Linked DNA regions of Capra hircus: region 1 is linked to region 2. A link is a contact called in public Hi-C data. All regions are on one chromosome and are shown on one strand. Each heading gives the region's core, a stretch centred on a gene start, on an enhancer-like site or on the middle of the called end of the contact. The rest is flanking DNA. Distances are from core to core; before and after follow the strand shown. Region 1 overlaps SPIRE2 (protein spire homolog 2). Region 2 holds the start of CHMP1A (charged multivesicular body protein 1a).

Region 1 (3,886 bases), core at 907-3,406, 100 kb before region 2:
AGAGTGAGGTCATGGGTAAAGGCACCAGTTTGTGAATTTCTGAGCCTCTGGTCTCCTCTGTGCAAAGCCAGGTAAGCAGGACACTGAGGATTAAGCTAAAACCTACAAAGTGTTCAGGACTGTCTGCCACAGAGTGGACACCCACTGTGGACAGACGGAGGGACAGAAGGAACTAGGCAGGGAGAGGGCCGGGCCCTGCCCACCTGCCCCACCTCTGTGTGTGGAGGCACCTCTGGGACCCCACCCCTCGCTCGGCTGGCCCCACCCACTACCCTCCACTCCAAGCAAATCCTTGGCCCTCCGGCCTGGGCCACTCGCTTGCCTCACCTCCTTGGCTTCCCGGACCCTGGCGAGGAAGGCGCGCAGTTCCAGCGTCTCCACGAAGAGCGCGCGGCACACGGCCTGGTAGTGGGTCTGTGCGCCTCGGGGCTCGGTCAGGCGCGCGGCACACAGGCGCATAGCCTGTGCGAAGGTGCGCACGGTGCGAGGGCCGCCCTCTGCCTCCTCTTCTTCCTCGGGACCCCCGTATCCTTCGTCGGCCGTCCCGCCACCGCCGTCGTCATCGCAGTCGCTGTTGGCCATGAGGTCGATGAGCCGCTCCAGCTGCGGGCTGAGCTCGCGCTCCTCGTGCTCAGCCAGCCCCCAGTCCAGCGCGCGGTAGATTGCGAAGCCCAGCGACTGCACCACCTGCGGGACAGGGCCCTGCTGTTAGGCCAGGGCCCTGCTGTTAGGCCAAGGCAGGGCGGGCACACAGGGCGGGGTGGGGGCGTTCTAGCCGCCGCAGGAGGTCACCATCGAGTGGGTTCTACTGGTGAAATGGGATAGCAGCTGTCCTCTGAGGGGTGCACCACCGCCCCCACCCGGGAAACACAGTGCTCCCCAGCAGCACAGCCACCGCGGAAAACTGCGTGGCAGGTTCTTATAATTAAGACACGCTTTACCGCTAGACTGCAGCTCCTCTGGGCGCGGGGGGCGGGGGGGGGGGGACGGCACTCGGGGGGTGTTCACCAAGAGAGGAAAACCGGAAATCCTTGTGGGGGAATCCATAAAGGTCAAATCCACCCCAGGTCGGTGGGGTGGTGATCCGAGGGATACTAACTAGTCAGCCGTGCACAGCCCTGAACCCCCAGCACCGCCCAGAGCCAGGACTCTGGAGCTCCAGACAACACAGAAGCAGTCTACAGCCACAGAGGGCAGGCCCCTGGCTCCCGGGGGCCGGGGGGTGGGGGGAAGCATGTTGGGAAAGATGTGTGTGGTGTTGCTTACACACCAGTCAGAGCTCGCCACATGTACAGTTTACCCCCAACAAAAGTGTTTAGAAAAAGACAGAGAGGCAACCTAAGGAAGCATTAGTTCATGTGCAATGACAGTATGTTTTAAATCAGAGGAGAAAGGCTAGCTTATTCAATAAATGCTGCTGGAGTAATTGCTTAATGACACATATAAAGCTTGACACTGGATCTCACAAAAAGTGAGACCCCTCAAGTATTTTCAGCTGCATGTAAATTTCAATGTATGTGAATTTAACCTGAAAGAGAAAAACCTAAAAAATAATTGTACCTATATAGGGAGAGGGGGTGGGGTCACCAGCAGGCAGGTAGTGGGGGGGCGCTGCAGGGAATAGGTGAGTCCTTTGCTGGTGGAGCCTCGTGTGGGGCCACTATGCTATTCTGCTGGCTTTGCATAAGCTCAAAATTCTTTCTCCACAACAAGGTTTTAAAAAGCGGATTAGCACATTAGAGACGAGTCCTGCACTCCTCTTAACTCTGCTTTTGGTGTTACTTAGCCCCTAGGGAATTGAGCTTTCAGGGACCACCATTAGCATTTCAGATCCGGGTTCTGTACTGTCTGTGCCCCACAGCCTTGGGTCTGCTCGAGGGAGGCGCCGGGGAAGCGGTTCGATGCCAGGCAGTGGCGCAAAGCAAGAATGAGGAAGCTGCTTCCAGTGCTGACAGCACCAAGTGTTTGTGTTTGAAAGGGCATTAATGGTTTCCTTTCACGACTCAGTACAAGAGATATACACACACCAAAATGACCACAGCTCTTTGCCACTAGTCTCAAGACCCTCACAGGTGGGGAAAACATTGGTCACCTGCCTGCCTCAGGTAGGGGGGCCGTGCTGGCCTGGGGGGGGGTGGTCAGCCTGCAGCCTGTGCCCTGACCTCGTGCCCCTGGACGGAGCCACACCCTCGCCAGGCATGTGCAGGCCACCTGGCCTCTGGGACTTTCTGGTCTCTCTTCTGTTTCCTGTGATGTCACCCCCAGACCCCAAGGGAAGGGGTCAGAGCAGAGCTGAAGGAAAGTGTGACAGTCAGCGCTGGGCAGAGGGCAGGGCACAAGAACAGGCCTTCTCTGTCCACAGAAGCACCTCCCAAGATGCCCTGAGTCTGGAGGGGCTTGGGGGGTCTGCCTGGCTCAGGGACACCTGGGGAGGGTGAGGCCCTGTGGGAGCGAAGTTCCAGTGAAAGTCAATAACGCTCCCAGCCTGGAGGCACCTTATCTCTGCCTCAGGAGGCGAGGACCAGTTGGGCTACAGGTCACACCCCAGAATCAGGAGTCAAAGGGCCTGCTCTGGCCAGTGGAGTCCCTGAGGCAGCCCCTTGGGACTGCTGGGCGGGCAAGGACCTCACTTCACACAAGTTCCCATCGGTCCTTTCTTGGCCCAGAGGGAGGTGCAGGAAGAAGACAGAGATGAGCTTCCCTGGTGGCTCAGGAGGGAAGACTCCGCCTGCCAATGCAGGAGATGTGGCAGGTTCAATCCCTGGTCTGGGCAGATCCCATGTACTGCAGAGCAGCTAAGCCCGAGTGGCACAGCTAATGAGCCTGTGCTTTCGAGCCCAGGCTCCACAACAAGGGAAGTCACCGCAATGAGAAGCCCATGAACCACAACAAAGTGTAGCTCCCATTCTCAACAACCAGAGAAAAGCCCACGCATCAATAAAGACCCAGCACAGCCAAAAATAAACAAATAAAATCACTTTTACAAAAAAAGCAGAGTAAACTCCACCTCACCCCAGCTTTGCCCCATAGACCCCACTGACCCCAGGGTGACCCTCTCTCTCTGGGGGAGACCACTCTACCCCTCGGGCCGGGCAGGCAGCAGGCCTAACACCAAAGCTTCCTGGCTCCAGTGCAGCACAGAGCACCCCTGTTGGGCCTGCCTCCCCTGGTTCTGGTCTCTGGCCTGTGCTGGCCTCACATCAGTGAAAGGGTTAACTCCACTGCAAGCCTCTAGAGAGCCGCCCCAGACCCAGACACCGGAGAGACCACTGGCTTCCCCCCAGGGAAAAGTCTAGGCAGAACCCCGAGCCCCCCTGCTCCTGGCAGTGTGGGCACCAAGCAGCTGAGGCCCCGGGACCAGCCCAAGGCACTGAAGGGCCGGAGTGAGAATCTCAGCACCCAGGCCAGGAGGCTGCCCTGACCGACTTCCTGGGGGCCCCCACGTCGATTCCCGAGCCTATATACAAAGTTCTTTGTAAGTGTTTTCAAGACTGATGACAGTAGGGAACACAAGTGGAACAGGGGTGGGGAACACAAATTCACTTGGGGCTGTGGGGCAGGGCAGCCTGGCAGCAGGAGCCGCACACAGCAGTGAGATGGACGCATCCTGAAAACAGGGCTAGGCTTTTCTTACTCGGTTCCAGGACACTGTGTAGCGTGAGCTCAGAGCAACCCCTGGGAACTCGTGTTGTATAAACAGCACGGCATCTGCCCGGCCAGAGGATGTACTTTATCACTGACACAATTAAGAATTGCCAGCATGTGGTGACTAGAAAAAGTCAGAAAACTTTGCGATGGTTTTATTATTGTTGGTAAAAATCCTCCGTGACAGACCAATGGGTTTCCCTTGTGGCTCAGAGAGTAAAGAATCTGCCTGCAATGCAGG
Region 2 (4,069 bases), core at 1,268-3,767:
GTAGTAAAGCCCATTTTTATTAACTGTATAATACACAGAATTTTTTATTGTTGAACTCATCATTTCTCTAAGGTTTTTACGGTATTAGGTTAACTTTCATTTTTTCAATAGGGAAAATCCTCAGCTTTAAAACTTGAATTTTGGGACTTCACTAGTGGTCCAGTGGCTAAGACTCTGCACTTCCAAGGCAGAGGCCCAGGTTCCATCCCTGGTCAGGGAACTAGATCCCATATGCTACAACTAAAAATCTCACATGCCACAACTAAGACTCAGAGCAGCCAAATAAATGAATACATAAAAACTGTTATTAAAAAAAAATGTGAATGAGAAGATGCCCCTGCCCTTCTCGAGGTGGTCATCCTGGCAAACCTCAGTCCTGGTTCCCATGAAGGCCACCAAGTGCAGCAGCTGGTCTCACTCAACAGCCTTCCCTGGGTTCACTCCACCTCTCTGCAGCATTCAACACTGCCAACAAGTTCTCCTTTCCTAACAACTTGATTCAGTATAATTTAAAAACCATGAAACTTACCTGTGTAAAGCATACAATTCAATGGAATGTAGTAAACTTTCAAACTTGGGCACCCATTGACTGAGTTTTTAAGTCTATTTCCATCATTCTCCAAACAGCCCTTGTGCCCACCCTTGGCCCGGGCTCTTTCCATATGGAGTTGACTTTCCTGGACTTTTCACATAAGCAGAGCAGGATCTGTGCCTGGCTTCTTTCACTCGCATCTGCCCTGGGGTGTGCTACCCAGGACAGGGTGTGCTACCCAGGACAGCGTGTGCCAGGGGTATGTTCCGTGAGACGGCACTCTTCACCTGCTTTCTGGGAACTCCACCCTCATTCTGCCCCCGAAGTGAGGGTGTGACGCACATGGCCACACCTTTCCTTGCTGGCACAGGTCCAGCCCGTCCTGGAGAGCTGGGCACGCAGGCCTCTGAGGGACGGTTCCCTTGCTAATACGAAGCAAGATAACACCTCTCACAAATGAGACATAGTCTGTGTGCATGCCACTGAAACCTGTCCAGCCCTCTGCGGACCATGAACACTGAGGGTGGCCAACTGTGAACACACAATCCTGGATGCTGCCACGCCCAGGGCCAGGCCTCTGACCTCTCCTTTACTTGGAGGACACTGAGCCCCTTGGTAGTAACGCTCTTCTGTGACCGGCGGCCAAAAGCTTCCTGACACACTGGCAGCAATTTTCCAAACCTCCCCCTAGGACTCTGGCCCTTCCTGCCTTATATAAGTGCTCGTGAATTGGAATTTGAAGCCCAGGCCTCACTCCCATGGCCAGCGTGCTCCTCTCAAATGCTTTCCTGCTCCTGATGACCCCAAAGGGGCCTCAGTGTGAAGCTCCCCCAGCTTCTCTCTCCTCCTGACCTTCCTTGTTGGATGCACGGGGCCATCCATTCTCATGGTCACCAAAGCCCACTTGGCTCCTCTCTTTGCCCCCACATCCTGTCAGACAGCAAGTCCTCCGGCACAGCCCCACTACTTCCTACACGCGCCCCCTCACCCCACCCCCACCCCACCCCGGCGCCAAAGTAGCTGCTCAGGCTCATCTGTGGAATGCGGAGGGAGTGGCAGGGAGGCCAAAGGTGTGCAGCCCTCGGGAGGACAGCAGGCTGCTTTGGGTCTGCACATGGCTTGGCCCTCCTTGCTGTGTGTTACACAGCTACCACTTGGAAACTTAAAAACCAATTATATTAAACTTAAATGCAAACTTATTACATTTTTCACGAGAACTCTCATATTTACCTCCTAGATAAAGGTCCCCAAACCTTCTCAATCATCAGGGCACGCCCCCCTGCTACTAGCACCCCACCGCAGGCTCCTGTGCGCCCCATCCTCAAATACACGTCTGGTTCCGGGACTGTCCTACCTCCCACTTCAGATGAAGGCCACTGCCGCTTAGCCGCCCCTTTCTCCCCATGGAAGCTCTCCTCAGGCTTGGTGTCTGGAGGCTTCTTAGACTCTTGTGAAGGTCTGTCCACCCGCCTTTCCTCAGCCTTTGAGACTAAGTAAGTGCGCCGGGTCTTCGACTCCTCATCTGAAAATACATGTGCAATTAACGATCTATTTTACTGAGTCTGGGCAATGGACCCCATCCTTCAGTTGCCTTCTCTGTTCGGAATGAAATAAGATAGCTTGAAAGACTTGGGGCACTCCATTTCCCTACATATGGATACTTCCCCCGATGAAAAGGTCCCCGAGGCACCGTCCTCAGAGAGGGCCCAGCGCTGGAAGATTTACGGGGGCGGGGCCGCGCCGGGAAGATCGCGGGCCACCGGCCCTTTACCTTTCCCCAGTTTGCGTTTGCTTTTGGAGAGGCCCATAGGTGAGCCCACCGCCCCAGGCCCCCACCAGCGTCAGTCCCAGCTCCTGCACCTAGTGGGCGCCCTGCCCACTGACTCACAGACACCCGACAGCAGCCACTCAAGCCCGCGCGGTCACCACGGTAACACCACCGCCCGCGGGACCAGCCCATTCTCTCGCGAGAGCGTCCAGCAGCCGGAAATAGGTGCGACCCGGAAGTGCCCACCCGCCCTCCGGTCCGCTCGCCAGCCGGGGTCGGTTCTGTTGACGCCGCTGGAAGATTCTGTCGGTCTGTCTTCCCCAGGCCTGCCGCTCCCGGACCAGCCATGGACGGTGAGAGGCCGCCGCCCTCCGGGGCTGCACGGGGCGGGGCGGGCGGGGCTTAGGCGGGTGCCCCTGGCCTCGATCCCAGACCCTGAAACCCGACCCCGGACTCTGGGGCCTGAACCTGGGACCCCAGTCCCCGACCCCATAACCCGGGACCTCGACCCAGAACTCGGATACCAGAGCCCCTTCCCTGATCCCCGCCCACTTCTCCGGCTCTCCCCAGCGACCGGCTGCCCCTGCCCCCGCCCCACCCTCCGCTTGCCAAGCTGCTGTACTGGTGAGGGACATCAGGCTTTTGGGCCCTGGGATTCCGGGTCAGAGGGCACCCGAAAAGGAGGCAATTGTACCAGTGTCCCCAGAACACTATCAAGAGAAATAAGAGCTAAAACAAAAATTCCTCATTAGGTACAGGCACAGAAGTTCTTGAGGTAGGAACCGTATCATCTCATTCCGCAGATGGGAAAACAGAGGTTGGGAGGGAGTCCGTGCAGGCGCAGGCCCCAGGCGGCTTGGTCGTCCGTCTGGTCCTCCACTGCCAGCAGTACCACCTCAGGGCTCTCTGCTCTGCTCTGCCTAGGAACAGGAAGCATCTGTGATAAAGTGAAGATAGGTACATTTGCTAGAATATTTCAGTGCTGGTGTGACAGAGAGGTGGAACGTCATTGTTGAGAAGGAAATTCTACACAGATTGCCTCAGAGAGATGAACGCACCCCACCCCAATGCCCAGCACACACACATTGGGTTTTGCCTTCGCACTCAGCTTCAGCTCCCCAGGGAATTGTTTTCCCATATCCCTTTTCTCCAGGGCCAGGTTTTGCCCTGTGGAGTCTGTCCCTCCCACCCTAGTCTGGGCCACACTCAACACAGCCTTGCTGTCCCCGCAGGAAGCACACTGCCTGCCGCCTGCTCTAGATGCACAGACGACCTGGCCTTGCCCAGGGCCTGAGCTCATGGGTGGCAGATGCACAGGGCCCAGGGGAGCTCTTGGCTGGGAGCCTTCACCTGCCTTTATGGGTCTGGATTCTGGTTCTAGGATTTTGTTTCTTCATTCTGGGCTAGTGTGGTAAACAGTTTCAAGAATCATTTCCCAAATTTAGGAATGGGATACACTGAGATAGTTTTAAGATGAACCCCAAACTACCTAGCTCTTGAGTTTGGGTGAGTGGCAAATTCAGATACCAAGGGACTTTGCCAGTGACATGTGCGCACATGCACGTCTCCGGTTGGTCATTGCAGATTTGATGGCTCAGAAATGGCAGCTCCCATGGAGAGTGGTCTCTGTGGGCCAGCTCTTTTACAACTTAAGAATCATTACTCTGCTGTTTTTATCCATGAAAAACAGACTGTCAAGTACTATTTTCTTGGGCTCCAAAATCACTGCAGATGGTGACTGCAGCCATGGAATTAAAAGACACTTGCTC

Evidence for each region. A called contact is a pair of places that touch in the nucleus more often than the background predicts.
Region 1: a contact with region 2 is called in a Hi-C map of liver, with 3 times the contacts expected there. The contact joins the enhancer-like site here to the promoter of CHMP1A in region 2. A contact is called at or near these places in 2 of 5 Hi-C or Micro-C datasets (blood and liver).

The regions. Positions count from the first base shown.
Region 1 is chr18:16,059,636-16,063,521 of ARS1.2, reverse strand. It overlaps SPIRE2 (protein spire homolog 2), which reads right to left. Exons shown (of 15, transcript XM_018061903.1): 3 at 328-687. Among named protein-coding and RNA genes, the nearest start is that of SPIRE2, 16 kb to the right of the region's middle. Within about 2 kb of position 2,156, at least 1 of the 5 cell types and tissues checked has an H3K27ac peak or open chromatin away from gene starts, as enhancers often do.
Region 2 is chr18:15,955,937-15,960,005 of ARS1.2, reverse strand. CHMP1A (charged multivesicular body protein 1a) reads left to right here and starts at 2,517. Exons shown (of 7, transcript XM_018061918.1): 1 at 2,517-2,653. The coding sequence starts at 2,647. It overlaps CDK10 (cyclin-dependent kinase 10), which reads right to left and starts at 2,480. Exons shown (of 14, transcript XM_018061912.1): 1 at 2,421-2,480; 2 at 1,887-2,054. The coding sequence starts at 1,937.